Regions from separate parts of the Mus musculus genome. Here all the other regions are linked to region 1. A link is a contact called in public promoter capture Hi-C data. All regions are on one chromosome and are shown on one strand. Each heading gives the region's core, a stretch centred on a gene start, on an enhancer-like site or on the middle of the called end of the contact. The rest is flanking DNA. Distances are from core to core; before and after follow the strand shown.

Region 1 (2,700 bases), core at 79-2,578:
ACATGATTAAACACTTCATGTTCAAAGAAAAAAAGCTCAATAATGCCTATAGTAATGCTTATAATGTGAATAGTAAAAATGCCAATTACAGACTGACTGCACCCAGATGCTATGAGCAACCTCCTTTAAAAGGAAGCAACTAACACAGAAAAGCCATTCCCCACTTTTGGTAACTCCCTTAGAAAAATCAGGAGGAACTTCTAGTAGAAACAGAGTGGAAAGGCAGTTTTCTGTCTGAACGCTTAGGGAGGGAGAGACAGTTAAAAATATTCACCAAAGACACAAGTAACCTAGCAACTAACTTCGGACAAATACAGTCTATCTACACTCCTCTGTATTAATTTAAAAGAAAATGTAGGCCAATAAGGAAACATCGCTTCGAATGCCTCAAATTCAAAGCAATAGTCCAGTACTCTAAACAGCTGTATAAATTCTTGAGTCCGATACTGTCTCATTCTTAAACCCTACAGTACATGGCACTTGGCTGTGTCTCAACTAATTCTGGTCAAACTGGACACTGGTAAATCTTCCCCAGTTGTTGTTGGCGGCGTATTGAGTCAAGGGCTGGTTAAGTTTAAAAAAAAAAAAAAAAAAAAATCTGTCTAGCTCATCTGCTAAGGGAGGGCAGTACTGAATCAACTTTTGTAATCCCCAACGTGCTTGGGCCGTGATTTGTAAGTGATCAAGTCCCTGGCTAGCCTGCACTGCTTCCGCTTGTGCAGTCATCTTCTTCCCCTCGCACTAAAACAATACCTTGGCCACCAGCCAAACTTTGAGCAGCAAGCGACTCTGCTGTTTATGGCCTGGAATGGGTGCTGAAATACCCAACCAAGGACGCTCTAGGCCCTCTGGGAGGCCTAAAGGAAGAGAGGTGGCCCTGGCTTTAAAACACTCCTATCCTCCGCCCCCTCCCTTTTGTCTCAGACACCAAAACAAACGAGCTGATACACGTGTCCCTATGACTCTTGTTTACTATCAAGACTGCGTTGTGCGCGTACCTCTGGGATATGTAGTTCAGTCAGCTCCTCCCCCCCGGTAATTTCCTCAGCTAAGGAGCAAGGCTGAGACTACTAACCCACAATCCACTTCGATAGCAAAGTTTGGCTCCCGTCCCCCGTGTCTCGGCAGCAATCCAATCCAAAGCGCTTTCTGTAGTGATTGACAAGCCACCTTCTCCAGTAAACACAAGAGAAAAGTCAATACATGCCCGCCCACCGAGACGGACTACGGCACTTTCCAATGGAAAGGCGGAACCTTAGAGTGGCAGTTCTTCAGACCAATTAAAGACGAGAAAGGTGGACGAAGGCTCAGCCCCCCGGGGGCTTCAGGGGAGGGGGAAGACGAAGCTTGAAAGACTTGGTAATGGCGACGGGTTTGGTAAGTAGGAAAGTTTCGGCTGAGGAGTAAACGCGGCGGTGGGAGTCGCGGCGCGCCACAGAGAGGTGGGCAGCCGTCGGGAAACGCGCAGGCAAGCAGCTGGCGACGCTGTCGCGACAGACGGCCTGCGTCCTGACTCTGTGTGGTCGCGGGGTTTCTGAGGGGTGGGGGGTGGGCAAGGGAGGGGCTGGAGCTTCGGGGCCGGGCAGCGGCCGCGAGAGCGGAGACCCTTGGGACTCTGGGCACTGGATCCCCTGCGCGGAACCCGCCGTCCGGGCCTCCCGGGAGCTCTCCGAGCCTGGACGGCCGCGGCTCCCAGGACTCGGGGTGGTGGGGGTGGCGGAGCTCGGGGCTCGGTGGCGCTCGCGGTGGGGGCCGGCGGGGAAGGGGCCGGGGCAGGGGAGGGGCCTGGCGCTCCGGAGGGCTCCGGAAAGTTTGCCTCGCCACTCCCCGCTGCGGGGGCCGAGGGCGGACGCCGGCCGCGAGCTCCAGCGGGCCGGGGGCTCCGGGGAGGCGAAGCTGCCTCCGGGGCCCGGGCCGGGCGGGGGAGCTCGCGGAGCCGTCGGGCCCGGGGCTCATTGTTACGCAGTTCGAATGAATGGGCTCCGAGGCGCCTGCGCGGTGCGCGGTGGGGCTGCGCTAAGGGGGAAAAACAAGCCTGGCGTCCAGGCTGCGGTCACATGATGGGGGGGAGGGGAGGAAGCGATGAATGGCGAAAGAGGTGGGGGTGGACTTGGCCGGCTCCGGGAGGCGCTGCTCGGCCTGACCCGGCGACTAGGCCCGCGGGCGAGGCCCGGCTCCTCCCTCTGCAGGCCGATTTAAACAAAACAAAAAGGAGTTGGGGCGCAGCCGGCTTCCCGAGCCTCGCTTTCGCGTGCTCCCGGCGCTGAGCGCTCCGGAGTTCACTCCCTGGGACTTCTCAGCCGGCGAAGGCACTGACAGCTGGGCGGGACACGGTTCCTGGCACTTTGTACCTGCTGGGGGGGACTCAGTTGGGCTTAAGGGAGCTTTATTCTCTAGGGAGAGGGGCGGGGGTTTAGGATGGGTTACAGTCGAAGAATGATTTTAGCAATTATAAATACTTAAGTAGTTACAGCGGTGATTTGGAGCCGTAATTTTGTGTTTTGGTTCCGGTGTTTCACCTCTCCCTTTAACCCCAGCTTTGTCGAACCAAGAGTATTGGGGGAAGTGGAGTTACATTGAAAAAAGAAAACTTAAGACAAGTTTTCGAGATACCTTAGGCTTTTGAACATTACTTCAACTCGACTAGTAAATTTCAGAACCTTTTTAAATTTTTTTCTATTATAGCTCCCAGTTTAGTTT
Region 2 (2,700 bases), core at 169-2,668, 570 kb after region 1:
AAAAACAAAAAACAAAAAACAAAAAAACAACAACAAAAAAAAAACCCGCCCAACCAGCATAACAAGGATTAGACAAGCCCACTAAAGCGGACTGACACTCAGAAGGCAGAATTAGGAAACAAAAGACAGTAGGTAGCTCAGGGGACAGGGCTTTATGTATGAAACCAGTGGTCATCTGAGAAAGAGGGCAGGTTTCAAGGAGGCAAAACACATAGGACTGGCTGGCTTGGAGAAGAGTTGTGGGAAATAAGGGCAGTGGTTAAGGTACACCAGGGACAAGGGTAACTATTCCCATCACTGAGCTTGAAGAAACTTGAGAAGAACTGGCTATCAATAGAAAACGGAGGAGGAAGATGAATGCAATGGGTACACGGAGGAGGAAAAAGAGCTCTGCCCGTGTGGCGTGCTTATTCTCCCGCACACAGATACCCACAAAGCAATGCGCTTCGGGTGCTTCGCTACAAAGGAGACTGGCTTCGTGGCCCTGCATCCAAACACGCCACTGTTGTGGGAGGAGCTGCTTTGAGTGGAGCAGTGGCTGAGCATTCTGGGAGATCAGGAAGTGCATCCACAGCAGATGAGGTGGAGACTCTTGCCTGGTGAGCTCCAGAGCCCGAGGGTTTCATGAAGTCATATTGTGGGTAGGACAAAGAAGTGACAAGAGACGCTTTGGGAGTACCCTCATCCACTAAGAGAATACACAAACGGCTTGTGAGCCTCAACCCAGACACCTGCCCCCACTGTGTCGACTCTTCTAGTCTTTCCTAAGTCTAAGGATCCCGAGCCAGGAAGCTGAGAACATGCTCAGTTTTCTCTTATTTACTCCCTAGTGCCTCAAGCACTGACCTTTACCTTGCGTGGTCGAATGGTCGAATGGTCGCACAGTCTCTTCTCCGATTTCATAGATGTTAATATAGTTCAAACACTCAACACTCTGATTTAGGTACTTCAAGAATTCATCCTTTTAAGATAAGAGAAACTCTGAAAAGCAATCCTCTTGAGGGAAAGAGATAAGGAAATACTCTTTCTTGTTGATCCCAAGCCAGAGAAACAGGCAGAGCGAACATTCCAGGGCTACCCAAGACAATCAAACAACCACAGGATGCCCGCTTCTTTCTTTGAGCAAACCTTAGCTGATCTATTTATCACCAAATAGCATGTTAATGTATCCTTGCCACTTAGCTTTCATCCATTTGAACAGTAATTTCCTTATTTATGCATGTGTGTATGCAGGCGCATGTGTGTGGGGGGGTGTATAGGGAAGCCAGAGGTTGGTGTCAAATGTCTTCTTCAGGAAGGGACGGGAATCTCTCGCTGAACCTACAACTCGTTTGTTTTGCTTATTTTGGCGGGACAGGGAGCTCCCTCTACCTCCCTATGCTGGGATTACGGTGTGTGCTGCGGTAGTGAGGTTTATTTACAAGGATGCTGGAGATTGAAACTGAGGTCCCCACGCCTGCCGGGCAAGCCCTTTACCAGCTAAGCCTTTTCCCAGCCTTGCTGCCTCTGTTTTTAACTATTTGTTTCCCAGCCTCGCTTCCTCTGTTTTTAACTATTTCTTTCCCAGCCTCGCTTCCTCTGTTTTTAACTATTTCTTTCCTAGCCTCGCTCCCTCTGTTTTTAACTATTTGTTTCCCAGCCTCGCTTCCTGTTTTTAACTATTTGTTTCCCAGCCTCGCTCCCTCTGTTTTTAACTATTTGTTTGCCACTCCATCAATGCCAAGGTGTACTAGTCAGAAGTCTTTTTGTTGCAGCTAATAGAGATTCCACGCCCACCCCCACCCCCCAATTTTTTTGTGTGCAAAACAATATATGTTAGCTAGTTAGACCTGAAGCATGCAGGGGTAGAGCCAAGCACAAGCATGGCTTCCTTGAGGACTCTGAGTCATTCCGAAGCTGCTTCTTTATTTTGATTGGCTCTAAATTCCTTTTTATTTGATCTATTCTAATGTACTTGGAGTAAAACAGTGCAATGTCTTATCTCTGTGTCCACTTGAGCATCTAAAGTCTTCATCTCTTTCTCCTCCTCCTCCTTCTCCTCTCCCTCCTCCTCCTCCTCTTCCTTCTCCTCCCCCCTCCTTCCTGTGATGTAAGTCTGTGAACTAACGACTGTGGCCACGCTTGAGTATCAAGCCCTACCCATGTAAGGGTCCATGACTCACCAAAGAATCATACCCCAGACTCAAATAGTATGCAAAAGCAGAGAGTGTTTTATTCTGCAGACATCTGCATGCTGGGGTCTACCATCTACCATGATGGAGGTGCCCCAGTAAGCTTCCAGTCCAGACTTAAAGCATATTAGGGGAATTCTGGGGAGGGGTAGGTGACCTCTATCTTAATCGTTGGCTCTATCTCTAGAGACATTCCAGAACCCATTGCTGGGGTGGGGGTGGGGGACTGGAAACTGTTGCTGAGGAAGTCTGGAAACTGCGGCTGACCCTTTGTCCTTGCCTCAGGCCAGGGGGCAGGGCCTGGACTTGCCCAGACTTGCCCAGTTCGTAGTAACAAAGATTTAGGCCTAGTCTCCTGAACTGCCAATTTGAAGCCTGTCAAGAAGTCAGCCTACCTCATCCGTAGTTTTCAGAGCAGAGATGTCCAATACAGATAAATTGATAGCCACTGACGTGCAGACAGATAAAGGCAACATATATAAATTATATTCTAACAGTCATGTGTTTTTTTAAAAAGTAAAAAAGGAAC
Region 3 (2,700 bases), core at 84-2,583, 600 kb after region 1:
CGGAAAAGACAATGCTATTCTGAATACCCATCTGTCCAGCTGAACAATCTCTTATCTTATGAAAGGGGAAAACAAGGGCTTAAGATGTAACTCAGGTGAAGAATGCTTGCCTGGTATACTAGAAGCTCTGGGTTCCGTTCCCAGCAATCAGCAACACATGGTGGTGGGCACCTGTAATCCCAGCACTCAGGAGATGAAGGCAAGAGGACTATAAATTCAAGGTCATTCTAAGCTCTATATTGAGTTTGAAGCCAGTCTGGGACACATGAGACACTCTCTCAAGAAACCAAAAAGGGGTTGTGGTGGTGATTAATATTTGGTAACAGCTAGCTTTCGTCATAACATTAAAAAATCATTTATTCATGTCTTTTTCCTTCTAAATGGGCATAGATAGGTAAGAAGTAATATTCATCTAATCCCTAACTCTATGGAGTTCAGTACAGTGCCTGGGCTGTAAACTTTTGAGAAGTATAGAGTTAAGGTTTAAACTAGAGACTGTTATTACAAAGTGGTATCAGACCTTAAATCTCTGTGCTCAATTTTTTTTTTTTTTTTGTTTTTGTTTTTGTTTTTCGAGATAGGGAGCTCTGGCTGTCCTGGAACTCACTCTGTAGACCAGGCTGGCCTGGCCTCGAACTGAGAAATCTGCCTGCCTCTGCCTCCCGAGTGCTGGGATTAAAGGCGTAGCCCACCACGCCAGGCTCTGTGCTCAATCTTATAGACAACAGTTAGCAATCTTTTAGGTGCACTCTCAATGAAAACCTAACACCTCACCCACCATCCCAACCCTTCTAGTTTCTTCTACAAGGGAGGCGTGCTTTCAAAATACAAAAATAGAAGGGAGCTTGTTTTCTATACTTTTTGTTAGCGCAGTTTTCAGAACAGGATGTTGGTGAAGAAAGGTTCAAGCCTATCCTTTCCATTGCCTTCGAGAACAGAGATTGTAAACCAGCCGTTAAAATCAAAGCCTTTGTTCGTAGAGCTGCAGTTACCTCTCCTTTGCTTTCTTTAACCTCTCAGGGCTCCATCCAGAAAATGCAAACAGTTCATACGGTTTTTGTAAAGCTAGATAAAGCCTACTGCCCACGAATATCTAGCACAACCATAAGCTTGTCAAGTTGTCAAACTTTTCTTCCTTTCCTATTTAAACTTTACTTTCTGTGGGCTTTACTGAAGAAACAACATTTTTATTTATCTAGTTCGTCTTTCAAGGATAATTTGCAACTCTACTCCAGTCATTTGAGCAACAGTTCTCCAATTCCCCAGCTGCCACAAAGCGCAGCGCCCTTCACGACAGCGCACGACGAAGCGACCGGAAAGCCTCTGCCTTTCGGGCCAATCGCGCTGCTCCTCGGCGATGACGTATATGTTGCGCAGGCGCAGGGTGGGGAGACCTTGGATAAGTCTTACCAGGCGTTCAGCGGAGGTGAAAACCCCTGGTTGGAGGGACGGGACCGAGGGACGATGCAGAGCTGGAGTCGTGTGTACCGCTCCTTGGCCAAGGTGAGGGCGGCCCGCGAGGGGATGATGCTGGACCACAGGCACTTAGACGCCCGCTGTGGGCCCGGACGCGGCCTGCCGCCGGGAACCGCCGCGGCCCCGCCTCTATGCCGGCTCGGTGCGGCCTCCCGAGGCAGCGGGGAGCGCGAGCCCGGGCTCGGGAGGGCCCTGCTGCGGAATGACTGCCCGCAGCCCCACACGACCCGGACGCTGGTCCAGGGGCCTGGGCCCTCCCCCAGTTTCGGGGAGGAGTAAATGACCCTTGCCACGCGCGGCCTGCCCCTTCCTACCTTTCGCCTCATCCTAATGACCCGGGGGGTGGCCTACTCTCCTACGGCGGGGAAGTAACCTTGAGGCCCGACTGGCCCAGACGTGGTCAGCTCCAACACACCGTCCCGCGAGTTCCTCCTCCAAGGATCTGTTTTCATTCACGTCTCTAAACTAGTGCACCCTGCCATCAGTCAGGCCCTGGGGCTTATAGTTTTAATTGCAGCGGTTTGTCGTCCAAACAACTTTCCCATTTCACCTGCCAATTGACAGCTGCCAAATTGAATGTATGAGGCCTAGTGGCAGGGTAGCAGGATAACTTTAGGGACAATACAGAAATGAGACTCTTCACGGCTGAGCCGTCTGTGTCTTTAAAAGTTAATGTAACACGCAAAATGTCACTGTTTTAGGGAGAAGGTGAGCCGCGTCTCTCAGTACAGACAGTTCTTTGTTCCTCTTTGGTTGGCATATCTTGATCTCAGGTGCAGAAGTTGTCTTCAAGTAAAAAACCTTGCTGCATCAGAGTATATTGTCGCTGCTGTCCATTGCTTACTCGCTGTGATAGGAGCTGGAAGTGTGCTTTCTTTATGTGGCCCTGGCCTTAGGAAATGGTAGTCACACTGCTTAGAGAGTGTGAGATTATGATGCAATTTGTGGGACTTCCAGAATGTGAGGCCACTCCGTTGTTGGTACATTTTCCTAGTCCAGTTGGTGGCTTAAGAACATCTTTATAGATCTTATAAGTGATTACAGACTGTTAAGTAGATTTGTTAGGAAGCAGAATGACAGATGAAATGAATATCATTGAAATACTTAAATACCTGAATTCAAAGTTTTGGGATTTTAATTAGAATACTAAACTGATCCTTGGCAATAAAATTAACAATGCTTTCTGAAGTTTTAATAAAACTGTAAGCCATTAAATATATTTTT

What was found. Promoter capture Hi-C pulls out the DNA fragments that hold promoters and counts their contacts.
Region 2: a contact with region 1 is called in a promoter capture Hi-C map of second pharyngeal arch cranial neural crest, with 4 times the contacts expected there. The contact joins the enhancer-like site here to the promoter of Hbp1 in region 1. A contact is called at or near these places in 15 of 39 promoter capture datasets (the 3T3-L1 cell line, 3T3-L1-derived adipocytes, the C10 cell line and 10 more), 3 of 484 Hi-C or Micro-C datasets (the N1E-115 cell line, ganglionic eminence and uterus), 12 of 115 datasets of contacts at active chromatin or transcription factors (astrocytes, embryonic hindbrain, embryonic limb bud and 9 more) and 1 of 9 other capture datasets (adipose tissue).
Region 3: a promoter capture Hi-C map of liver shows a contact between it and region 1, with 8 times the contacts expected there. The contact joins the promoter of Dld here to the promoter of Hbp1 in region 1. A contact is called at or near these places in 21 of 39 promoter capture datasets (the 3T3-L1 cell line, 3T3-L1-derived adipocytes, the C10 cell line and 13 more), 5 of 484 Hi-C or Micro-C datasets (B cells, CD4 T cells, CD8 T cells and 1 more), 8 of 115 datasets of contacts at active chromatin or transcription factors (astrocytes, bone marrow-derived macrophages, effector CD8 T cells and 5 more) and 3 of 9 other capture datasets (adipose tissue, embryonic stem cells and liver).

What each region holds. Positions count from the first base shown.
Region 1 is chr12:31,948,873-31,951,572 of GRCm38.p6, reverse strand. It overlaps Hbp1 (high mobility group box transcription factor 1), which reads left to right and starts at 1,328. Exons shown (of 11, transcript NM_153198.3): 1 at 1,328-1,377. The coding sequence starts at 1,363.
Region 2 is chr12:31,375,204-31,377,903 of GRCm38.p6, reverse strand. No RefSeq gene overlaps it. Among named protein-coding and RNA genes, the nearest start is that of Dld, 25 kb to the right of the region's middle. Within about 2 kb of position 1,418, at least 52 of the 459 cell types and tissues checked have an H3K27ac peak or open chromatin away from gene starts, as enhancers often do. A contact at or near this core is called in the N1E-115 cell line, embryonic limb bud, second pharyngeal arch cranial neural crest and 1 more, where this site is marked.
Region 3 is chr12:31,350,104-31,352,803 of GRCm38.p6, reverse strand. Dld (dihydrolipoamide dehydrogenase) reads left to right here and starts at 1,333. Exons shown (of 14, transcript NM_007861.5): 1 at 1,333-1,503. The coding sequence starts at 1,465.